3 separate regions of the Sus scrofa genome follow, and regions 1 and 3 are each linked to region 2. Evidence: chromatin contacts called from public HiChIP or PLAC-seq data. All regions are on one chromosome and are shown on one strand. Each heading gives the region's core, a stretch centred on a gene start, on an enhancer-like site or on the middle of the called end of the contact. The rest is flanking DNA. Distances are from core to core; before and after follow the strand shown. Region 1 holds the start of CCDC88B (coiled-coil domain-containing protein 88B). Region 2 holds the start of BAD (bcl2-associated agonist of cell death). Region 3 holds the start of PPP1R14B (protein phosphatase 1 regulatory inhibitor subunit 14B).

Region 1 (2,828 bases), core at 303-2,802, 47 kb before region 2:
GGCCTCCCCAGATCCCTCACCTGGTAGAAGTCCCTCAGTCGGCTCCACAGGTGGTTCAGGTTCCACACCCGCCAGGCTACGGGCCCCTCATGGCCTCTGGTCATTCGAGGGCCCCTCGGGAGCTAGGGGCACTGTGGGCACAGGTAGGTGATAGATGGGAGGGAAAATCCAGGACCCGCCTCCCCTAAACCAGGCTCTGCCCACCGCCCCTCAGGCTCCTCCCACCAGGATGCCAGGCCCCCTCCCTCAAACCCCTAGGGAGCTGCCGGGGTCATTCTCTTGTGCCCCTTACATGATGCCCAGCACCCGGAGAAGCAGGGCCCCATCGCTGAGACGCAAGAACCTCTTCTCCGGACAAAGGGGCCCATCTCCTTCCTCCTCTGCTTCCCCCTCTGGCTCCTCAGCCTCCCCCACCAGCCCAGCCAGTCCCAGCGCCTGTGGGAACAGAAAGGAGTCAGCTGGCCTGGGTGGGAGCCCTCCACCAGCTGAGCGACTCCCGAGAGCCTCTGACCTGCCCCCGAGCCCACGCAGCCCCTCCTCACCAGTTCCCTGAATGCCAGTGGCCCGGGGTCTGGACCCCTTTCCCTGCCCCTCCATCCTCGGTTGAGCCCACCCCTCTCCTCCAGGCCCCCTCTGCCCCGCTCCTCCCCACCCCCACACCAGCCCCTCCCAGCTGCTCACTTCCCCTCCCCAGCCCCCCTCCCCCTGCCCCCTCACCCAGGTGGCCAGGCTCCCACTGAGGAAGTCTCTGATCCTGGGCCCCTTGCCCCCATCCATGACGGGGTCAGGGTGTTGGTCCTGTTGTGGCAGCTGCACCTGCCGTGAGAGGAAGAGGAAGTCCCCGGGTGGGGATCCCGGCCCCAGCCACAGACACCCTGTGCAGCTAGCTTCCTCCTTCCGGGTGCTGGCAGGCCGTGCACCCCCAGGCTCCTGCTTCGCCACCCTGCCTCCGCCCCCACCACTCCACATCCTCCCAGCATCTCCGACAGTGCTGGCCCAGGGATTAGCAGTAGGGTCAGGGCTCCCCAGGAGCAAGGCCCACGGCTCTCCTGGCTCCATGGACAAGGGTAGGTGAGTCCTTCCCCTCCCTGGGCCTCCTTTGCCCAACTTGAAACCCGCGAGGGCCACTTCGGCCTTGTACATTTCAGGGCCTTTGCAGGGGCTCCAGGCCTCACATGGTGCGTCTAGGTGCCCACACCTGCCTCTTCTGATCTGCCCGGCTCCCCTCTCCCTCTGTTGCTCCTCAAACTTATCCCAAACACCCTCCCAACCCGTGAAGCTGGGAGATGCCACCCCCCGCAGCAGACCCCCTCTGAGCCCTCACCAGAGGGGCTACCCCCCCCTTATTCTCTATACACTGGACAGAGACAGGACATCTGGCCTGGGGGCTAGGGACCTCACAGGTCTCTCTTTCCTGTCTGTAAAAAAAGCGGGTTGGAATCCAGCCTCTGAGGGAAGCAGTTTGATGCAGAGACCAGAGACATGCCTCATGGACAAACCAGGAGGCCAGGAGGACACCCCGCAGCTCACTATGAGGCTCCGTGTGGGCCGCCGTGCTGGGTACTGAGATGCGGTAAAAAGCCACATAGTCCCTGCCCCCATGGGTGCACAGTACCCTGGGGAGGCAGCTATGCAAATCACACACACACACACACACACACACACACACACACACACACAATGTAACACTGCAGCTGTGCTACAGGCATTGACAGGGAGGGCGCTTGACGGCAGGGGGATGATCAGGAAGGGCAGGGGGAGGGCGGCTGACATGAAGCTGAGATTGGGAGGACCGGGTTACCTGGGCAAAGCGGGGAAGAGAGAAGGACATCCAAGCAGCTGCAACAGATAGTGCAAGGCCTCAGCTGGAAGCACGGCCAGCGTAAAGCCCAGACATTATTCATGTTTCATCGATTCCCACTTTTTTGTTGTTTGTTTGTTTTTTGTTTGTTTGTTGAGGGCCACACCTGCGGCATATGGAAGTTCCCAGGCTAGGGGTCAAATTGGAACTACAGTTGCTGGCCTACACCACAGCCACAGCAACGCCAGACCCAAGCCACATTTGCGACCTACACCGCAGCTCATGGTAATACCAGATCCTTAACCCACTGATCTAGGCCAAGGATCAAACCCAAGTCCTCATGGATACTAGTCAGGCTCATTACCACTGAGCCACAATAGAAACTCACTCCCACTTTATTTTCATTATTATTCTTTTTTTTTTTTTTTTTTTTGTCTTTTTGTCTTTTGTTGTTGTTGTTGTTGCTATTTCTTGGGCCGCTCCCTCGGCATATGGAGGTTCCCAGGCTAGGGGTTGAATCGGAGCTGTAGCCACCGGCCTATGCCAGAGCCACAGCAACGCGGGATCCGAGCCGCGTCTGCAACCTACACCACAGCTCACGGCAACGCCGGATCGTTAACCCACTGAGCAAGGGCAGGGACCGAACCCGCAACCTCATGGTTCCTAGTCGGATTCGTTAACCACTGCGCCACGATGGGAACTCCCTCTTTTTTTTTTTTTTTTTTGGCCCAGCCTATGGCATGCAGAAATTCCCAGGCCAGGGATCGAACCCTAGCTACAGCAGTGACGATGCTGGATCCTTAACCACTAAGCCACCAGGGACCTCCCCAGACACTTTATTTCTCACATGGATAAATCTCTGAAGTCAAGTTGCACGGCAGAATTGCTGGCTGGCTGGCAGCTGTCCTGACATTGTTGTCATTGCTTGCACGTGCCCACACTTCAAAAGCATCAAACCCTTCAGAAAGGGCATCAGCAGCTTGGAAGAGGAGCCCAGAGGAAAGAGCAGAGCACTCTTAACCCCAAG
Region 2 (2,907 bases), core at 232-2,731:
CTGGCAGGAGGGGGAGAGCCGGCCAAAGCCAGTCAGCTCAGGGCTGCGGCCGCTGCGGGGGGCGCTCAACGCCCGGCTCTCCCCCTCCCCAAACTGGGGGGCTCTCTCCCCTCCAACAATCCGGAAAGGGAGGGCCTCCGCCTTCAGTCCTCGGAATTCCGGACGCTGGCCCACCGCACCACCCCACACTGCGTCCACTCTGCAGCCGTAGGGGGCGGAAGGAGGCCGACGCCGGATCTTCAAGCCGCCGCTGGAGGAGCGGGCTCCGGTCGCTGGGACCCGGGGCTCCGGCTCCCCGGCTCCCGCGGCTCCGCCCCCTCCTGCGCCTGCGCGGGCGCCGTCCGCTACGCAAATTGCTCAGGAGTCTGGCCCCTGCTCCGCAGCCCCGCGCCGCACCCGACGCGGAGCTGTTCCGAGAATTGGCGCGAGCTGCGCGGGCGGCGGGCGCCAGGGGTTACGAGAGGCGGCGGGCGGCCGTGACGCTCGGGCCACGCCGCATCCGGCCGGCGCCCGGGTGGGCCGTGCCCCGGGCCACCGGCCTTTGCCTGGTTAGGGGGCCGCCAGTTCCCATGTTTCGCTTCTCCATCCCCAAATCGACATCCTGCTGCCCGACCTGGGGCGGTAACGACTTCCCTTCACCCGGGCTCTGAAGGAAACTTCCGCCCGCAGCCAAGATGGCCTCCGGGACCCGCCCCCGGGCCTTAACCCGCGGGGCCCCGGGGCCCCGCAGCCCGCGCGAGCCCGCCCGCCCGCGCCCTGGCCGGCGGCGGTCCCGCTCACCTGGCCAGCCGCTTGCCAGGCGCAAGGCCCCGCCAGTCCTATGGTCCCCCCTCACAGGGGCCCCGGCCATTTCTCCGCCGGGGACGTCATCCCGCCAGGGTGGAGGCCCCCTCGCTTATCTCGAGTGCTCCCGAGCTGGCGCGAGGAGTGGCGCCCCTGACGCGGGCGGTGCGAGCTTTCCACTGCGGGGAGGAGGAAGGGGGACTTCCCGAGCCGATCACCCGGTTCAGACGGAGCAGTGACACCTCAACAACCGTTGCATCCGACGGCCGAGCTTCAATTACGGCTTGTGTTTTCACCCACAGTAATCACCACTCTGTTTACAAGGATCACTGGCTCCTGAGGGAGGTGTCATTATCCGCATTTTACAAGGGTGGGGACTAAGGCCCAGAGGAGCCGAAGGACTTGTCAGTAGGAGCTGGTCCCCAAATGGGCATCCCAGAAAATCCCTCATCTGCTTCCACACACACCCAAGGAATAAGGAAGTCCGGAGCTGAACCAGGGACCCCGGAGGAAGGCGGTGGGCGGGGCCGGAGCCGTAGCGGCCCCGCCTGCTGACCTAGCTAGTGACATTTCGAGAGCTGATTGGGCCGGGTCAGTGACAGTTGCCGTTGCCCAGGCAACTAGGGCTGGGCTCCTTTAGTGCCAGAGGGAGGGGACAGGCCCCAATTAGGGGCCTTGAGATCGGGCTTGGGGTGAGACCTGTGTGCCGTGACGACGGGGCGGGTCTGGCCCGAGGCCTGGGTAGAGGCCTGGGGCTGCTCTGCAGCCTCAGAGCTCTGAGAGATTTAGATCTTGGGTGGATACGCTGAGCTTCCTACCAGGCCAGACTCAACCGAGGGATGGGGGCCTGGGAGGCAGGGAGGACCTGGGGCTTGGAGGTGGGAGAGGGAGCCAGGGGTACCTGTGCCCCAACCAGCTGGCCAGCCTTTGCCACAGCTGGGTCCTAACTACCTGCCGTCTTGCCCTTACAGCCCAGAGCATGTTCCAGATCCCAGAGTTTGAGCAGAGTGAGCAGGAAGACTCCAGCCCTGCAGACAGGGGCCTGGGCCCCAGCCCCACAGGGACAGACCCCCAGGCCCCAGCAAGCCCTGGCGCACGGCCCCAGGCCACCTGGGGGAAGCTGGTCACCAGCAGGGGCAGCCGGCCAGCAGCAGCCACCATGGAGGTAGGCACCCCCATCCCAACAACCACCTGCCTGTCCACCTTGCCTCTGGCTTGGGAGCTCCCTGCACCCCAGCCACGTCCCCCCTCACTGGGTGGCTTTGAGGGGGTCCCTAACCTCTCTGCACCTTAGTTTCCTCTTCTGTAAATCGGAGTAATTAGTCACTACTGTTGTTGGCAGGATTACCAGGAATACCTAAGAGACACTTAATTATAGAGCTGATGCTTAGTAAGTGGTCAAAGTATGTAACTATTAGTGTAGGACCAGGACAGAATCCCTGAGAGGCAGCCCAAAAGGGGAAGTGACTTGCCTAAGGCCACACACATTTCTTGTGGTATAGCTGGGCCAGGAGACTCCACAGTGCCCTGCCCCAGGCTATCACTTTCCCCTGGATTGGGACTTCTAGCCCCCAGGTATGTTCAGTTACCAGGGCCGGGTGACCCCCAAGAAGCAGACAGCCCTACCGGCAGCAGGTCTGTGTGGGACTGGGGAGGCCTAGGCTGTCCTGGTCCCCCTAGGAAGAGGATCCAGCGCTGAGATGGAAGGATGAGCACTGGAGGGCAGCAGTGGCCACTGCTCAGTAGTCCCCACCTCCCCGGTGCCTTGCCCAAGGCTTGGCACCTGGAGCAACCACAGAGATCTTCCGAAAACAAAGCGCGGGTCCCTCGCCTGCTGAGGCTGAAACCATGCCCTCCTCCTTTTCAGGAGCAGGACGGCTTATTAAGGCCCCCGCCCCAGCCTGCTGTCTGGGGCTGAACTCCTCCGGCTTTCTTTAACTTCCTGATCTTTGCAGTTGCTGTTTTTCTGCTTGGAACAGCTTTCCACCACCTACATAGCTGTCCCTTCTCACCCTCTGTATCAGGTGCTTAGTGTGTGCTACATGCTGTCCCAGCCGCCAGGGGCACATCGAGGACCAGATAAAAGAAGTCCTTGCCCTCGTGGTGTCTACAGTCTAGTAGGTG
Region 3 (3,016 bases), core at 37-2,536, 34 kb after region 2:
AATCAAGATATGGGAGACAGACAATGAACAAATGACTGAGAGAGACTATTCAAAGATATAGACAATCCAACCCGGTGTGGGGATGAGATGCACGGTCTGCATAAAGGCCAGGTAAGGGGCCTGTGAGATCTGAAGGACAGAAGTCACAGGGCGAAGATCTTCAGGAGAGCAAGGTGCCCTCATGCTGGAACCGACTATGTGGAACCAACTGTAGGAATTCTTATTAGCATGTTTATTACTATCTTTGTTTTGGTACCGGCTCCCCATTTCCAGCTCTTTACGCTGCAGCTTGTAAACACAGAGGTTGCTGGATGCGGGGGACCGCGCCCTGTGAAAGACACCAGCCCTGGTGGGGGGCGCTGCAAAGGAGTTCGGCGCTTCCCCGCCCCGGTTCCGCCGCGGGGGAGGGGCAGACATGCGGAGCCGAACCCTGTGAACTACATTTCCCATAATTCGTTCCCCGCCATCTTGGCCGGTGGGCGGTGGCTGCCTGGGGTCTGGACCTTCGAGTCACCAGGCCGGCACAGCTCACCCCCAACCCAGGCCTCCTTCGTGGGGAGGTGCAGAACCCAGACGAGTAGGGTGTCCCGTGACCTGGGCAGCTCCTGTCGCCTTCTCCACTCCTCTACCCCCGGGAACCCGGTCCACGTGTCTGTCCGACTCTGCCCCCAGTTGGCCAAGAGCCGGAGCACCCAAAAGTCGGGAGCTCCCACGTCTCTCCCTTGGACCTCTGCCCTGTGCGCGATGCTCACTATCTGCCCCCCATTTTCAGACGGCCCCTGTTTTTGCTTCAATGAGGACAGTACAGTAGGGACCCCGCAGGGGTGCAAATCCTGGTACAGGAAGGTTAAAAGGGGCAGGAAGGTTAAAAGGGTGAGCGGACAGCTAGGTCCAAATCTCTAGAGACTAGACCCTCCCCCAGCCCCTGTCCCGGAGCGGGGTAGTGGTGAGGGGCCCGCTTCAGGACTGGCCCTTTAAGGGGGTGTGGTCGGGGGGCGGGGGAAGCGATCGAGACAGAGAAAGCTGCTTCGGCGGCGGCGGCTCGGGCGGCGGCCGCGGGGGACAAAGGGCGGGCGGATCGGAGGGGAGGGGGCGGGGCGCGGCCAGGCCAGGCCCGGGGGCTCCGCATGCTGCAGCTGCCCCCGGGCACCCCCGCCGCCGCCCTCGCCGCGGAGCTGCGCGGAGTGGAGCTCGAGACCTAACCCGAGCCAGCGGCCCGGAGCCAGCCGGCGGGCGTCCCGGAGGCGGCGGCGCAGGGAGGGGCCGGACGCTCGCACGTGGCCCCGGCGGCCGCCATGGCGGACAGCGGCCCCGCGGGGGGCGCGGCGTTGGCGGCCCCGGCCCCGGGGCCGGGCAGTGGTGGCGCAGGGCCCCGCGTCTACTTTCAGAGCCCCCCTGGGGCAGCGGGCGAGGGTCCGGGAGGCGCGGACGACGAGGGCCCAGTGAGACGCCAAGGGAAGGTCACGGTCAAGTACGACCGCAAGGAGCTACGGAAGCGCCTCAACCTGGAGGAGTGGATCCTGGAGCAGCTCACTCGCCTCTACGACTGCCAGGTGTGTCCCCCAGCCTGCGTCGACACCCTAAAATCGGTCCTGATCCGGGCCGCCTGGGATCCCCACCTTGAGCGCGCCTGTCACCGGGAGTCAATGGGCGTGCGCTCCCCTCCTCTCGGACTCCCCGCCCCCAATGTATGCTTTCTTGTCTGACCTAAGTCACTCCTTTCTTATCCGCTGCTTCAGACGCTGTCTCTTTTAATGTCACTCACTACCTGGTCAAGCTTGGGGTCCTTTAGAAGCCTCAAGGGATAGCCTGGGAAGTGGACAGGAGAGGCGAGCTAGCCTGGCTGGCAGTGGAAGGAGGTCTGCCTATTGCCTGTTAGCCTAGACTGATTAAAAGGCATCAGCCTGGTTGCTGGGGGTACGGGTGTTTCCTATTCTAATGGGCTAACCTGGAGCTTCTTGGCATGGGGGCAGGCTAGCCCACTCTCTGCGGTCTGGTTCTCCACCCCATGACTCCTTCCTTGCTCAAATGGTGACTCAGGCCCCTGAGGGGCAGGGTGGAGGAGTGGGCTTGTCCTGTGCTGCCTACCCTAGCCCAGCCCTGGAATGCAGCTGGCTCCAGACAGGAGAGATGCTTCCTGGGGGGGAGGGGTGGCAAGCACCCCCTCCCTCAGCAAAGCATGGGCTCTTTGTTTCCCTTTTACCAGGCTTGGGTCCTTCTCAGTGACCCCTCACCCTTCACTTCCTCCTCACTCCCGGGAAGCTGTGACAGGTGTTTGGGGGAGGGGAAGGGGCTGTGATGAGCTGGGACAGCTGGCCCCACCTGTGTTCTTTTTGAAATGGGGGGCCCGGAAGTTGGGAAGACACATCTGCAGGGTTCCCAGCCCAGGATCCCAGTCCTAGCTGTCTGGCACCCAGGGTGTCCAACGGGCAGAGACAGGAAGCTCCCCCCTAGCCCCCCCATTGGGCAGTTTGCCTTGGCACGGGCCTGATCTGTTTTCTTCCTCAGAGCAGCTGCCGCTGTCTGCTGGGCAAAGAGGGCTGGCTCCTCTGCAGCAGGGCAGGGGCCTCAGCCAGCGAGCCTGTCTCACCGAACTCAGGCTCTTCCTTGTCTCTCCCTCCTCCCCCATCCCCACCCCAGGAAGAGGAGATCCCGGAGCTGGAGATTGATGTGGATGAACTCCTGGACATGGAGAGCGATGATACCCGGGCTGCCAGGGTCAAGGTGAGGGGGGCGAGGGGGCAGCAGGGCCAGGTCAGGGGAGCAGGGCATAGAAGGCTACCTGGAGGCTCTGCCCCTTGGGTAAGCAAGCCTCTGAAGCCGGGCCTTCTTTGGTCTGAGTCAGCCAGCTCCATGATCTTGGACCTCTCAGCTTCTGCCTCTGTCAAATGAGGCCAATGGTACTTGCCCAGCTCTTCAGTAGCTGTGGCCTCTCCCGGTGCCTCAGGGGAGCCCTGGTGCCTAGGTGGATATAAGTGAACTCTAGGCTTGTGTTCTTTTTTTTTGGTCTTTTATC

The links. HiChIP or PLAC-seq counts read pairs in DNA pulled down with a chosen protein or histone mark.
Region 1: an H3K27ac HiChIP or PLAC-seq map of alveolar macrophages shows a contact between it and region 2. The contact joins the promoter of CCDC88B here to the promoter of BAD in region 2. A contact is called at or near these places in 1 of 5 promoter capture datasets (liver), 1 of 47 Hi-C or Micro-C datasets (embryonic fibroblasts) and 1 of 2 datasets of contacts at active chromatin or transcription factors (alveolar macrophages).
Region 3: an H3K27ac HiChIP or PLAC-seq map of skeletal muscle shows a contact between it and region 2. The contact joins the promoter of PPP1R14B here to the promoter of BAD in region 2. A contact is called at or near these places in 1 of 5 promoter capture datasets (fetal liver), 12 of 47 Hi-C or Micro-C datasets (brain, embryonic fibroblasts, fetal liver and 5 more) and 2 of 2 datasets of contacts at active chromatin or transcription factors (alveolar macrophages and skeletal muscle).

What each region holds. Positions count from the first base shown.
Region 1 is chr2:7,783,073-7,785,900 of Sscrofa11.1, forward strand. CCDC88B (coiled-coil domain-containing protein 88B) reads right to left here and starts at 1,553. Exons shown (of 31, transcript XM_021082875.1): 1 at 718-1,553; 2 at 293-435; 3 at 118-131; 4 at 21-115. The coding sequence starts at 1,143. LOC110259241 (a long non-coding RNA gene) reads left to right here and starts at 889. Exons shown (of 3, transcript XR_002341448.1): 1 at 889-1,067.
Region 2 is chr2:7,829,711-7,832,617 of Sscrofa11.1, forward strand. It overlaps BAD (bcl2-associated agonist of cell death), which reads left to right and starts at 1,482. Exons shown (of 5, transcript XM_021082883.1): 1 at 1,482-1,661; 2 at 1,755-1,847; 3 at 1,850-1,948. The coding sequence starts at 1,763. GPR137 (integral membrane protein GPR137) reads right to left here and starts at 1,300. Exons shown (of 8, transcript XM_003122592.6): 1 at 781-1,300.
Region 3 is chr2:7,864,159-7,867,174 of Sscrofa11.1, forward strand. PPP1R14B (protein phosphatase 1 regulatory inhibitor subunit 14B) reads left to right here and starts at 1,287. Exons shown (of 4, transcript NM_214115.1): 1 at 1,287-1,553; 2 at 2,641-2,724. The coding sequence starts at 1,296.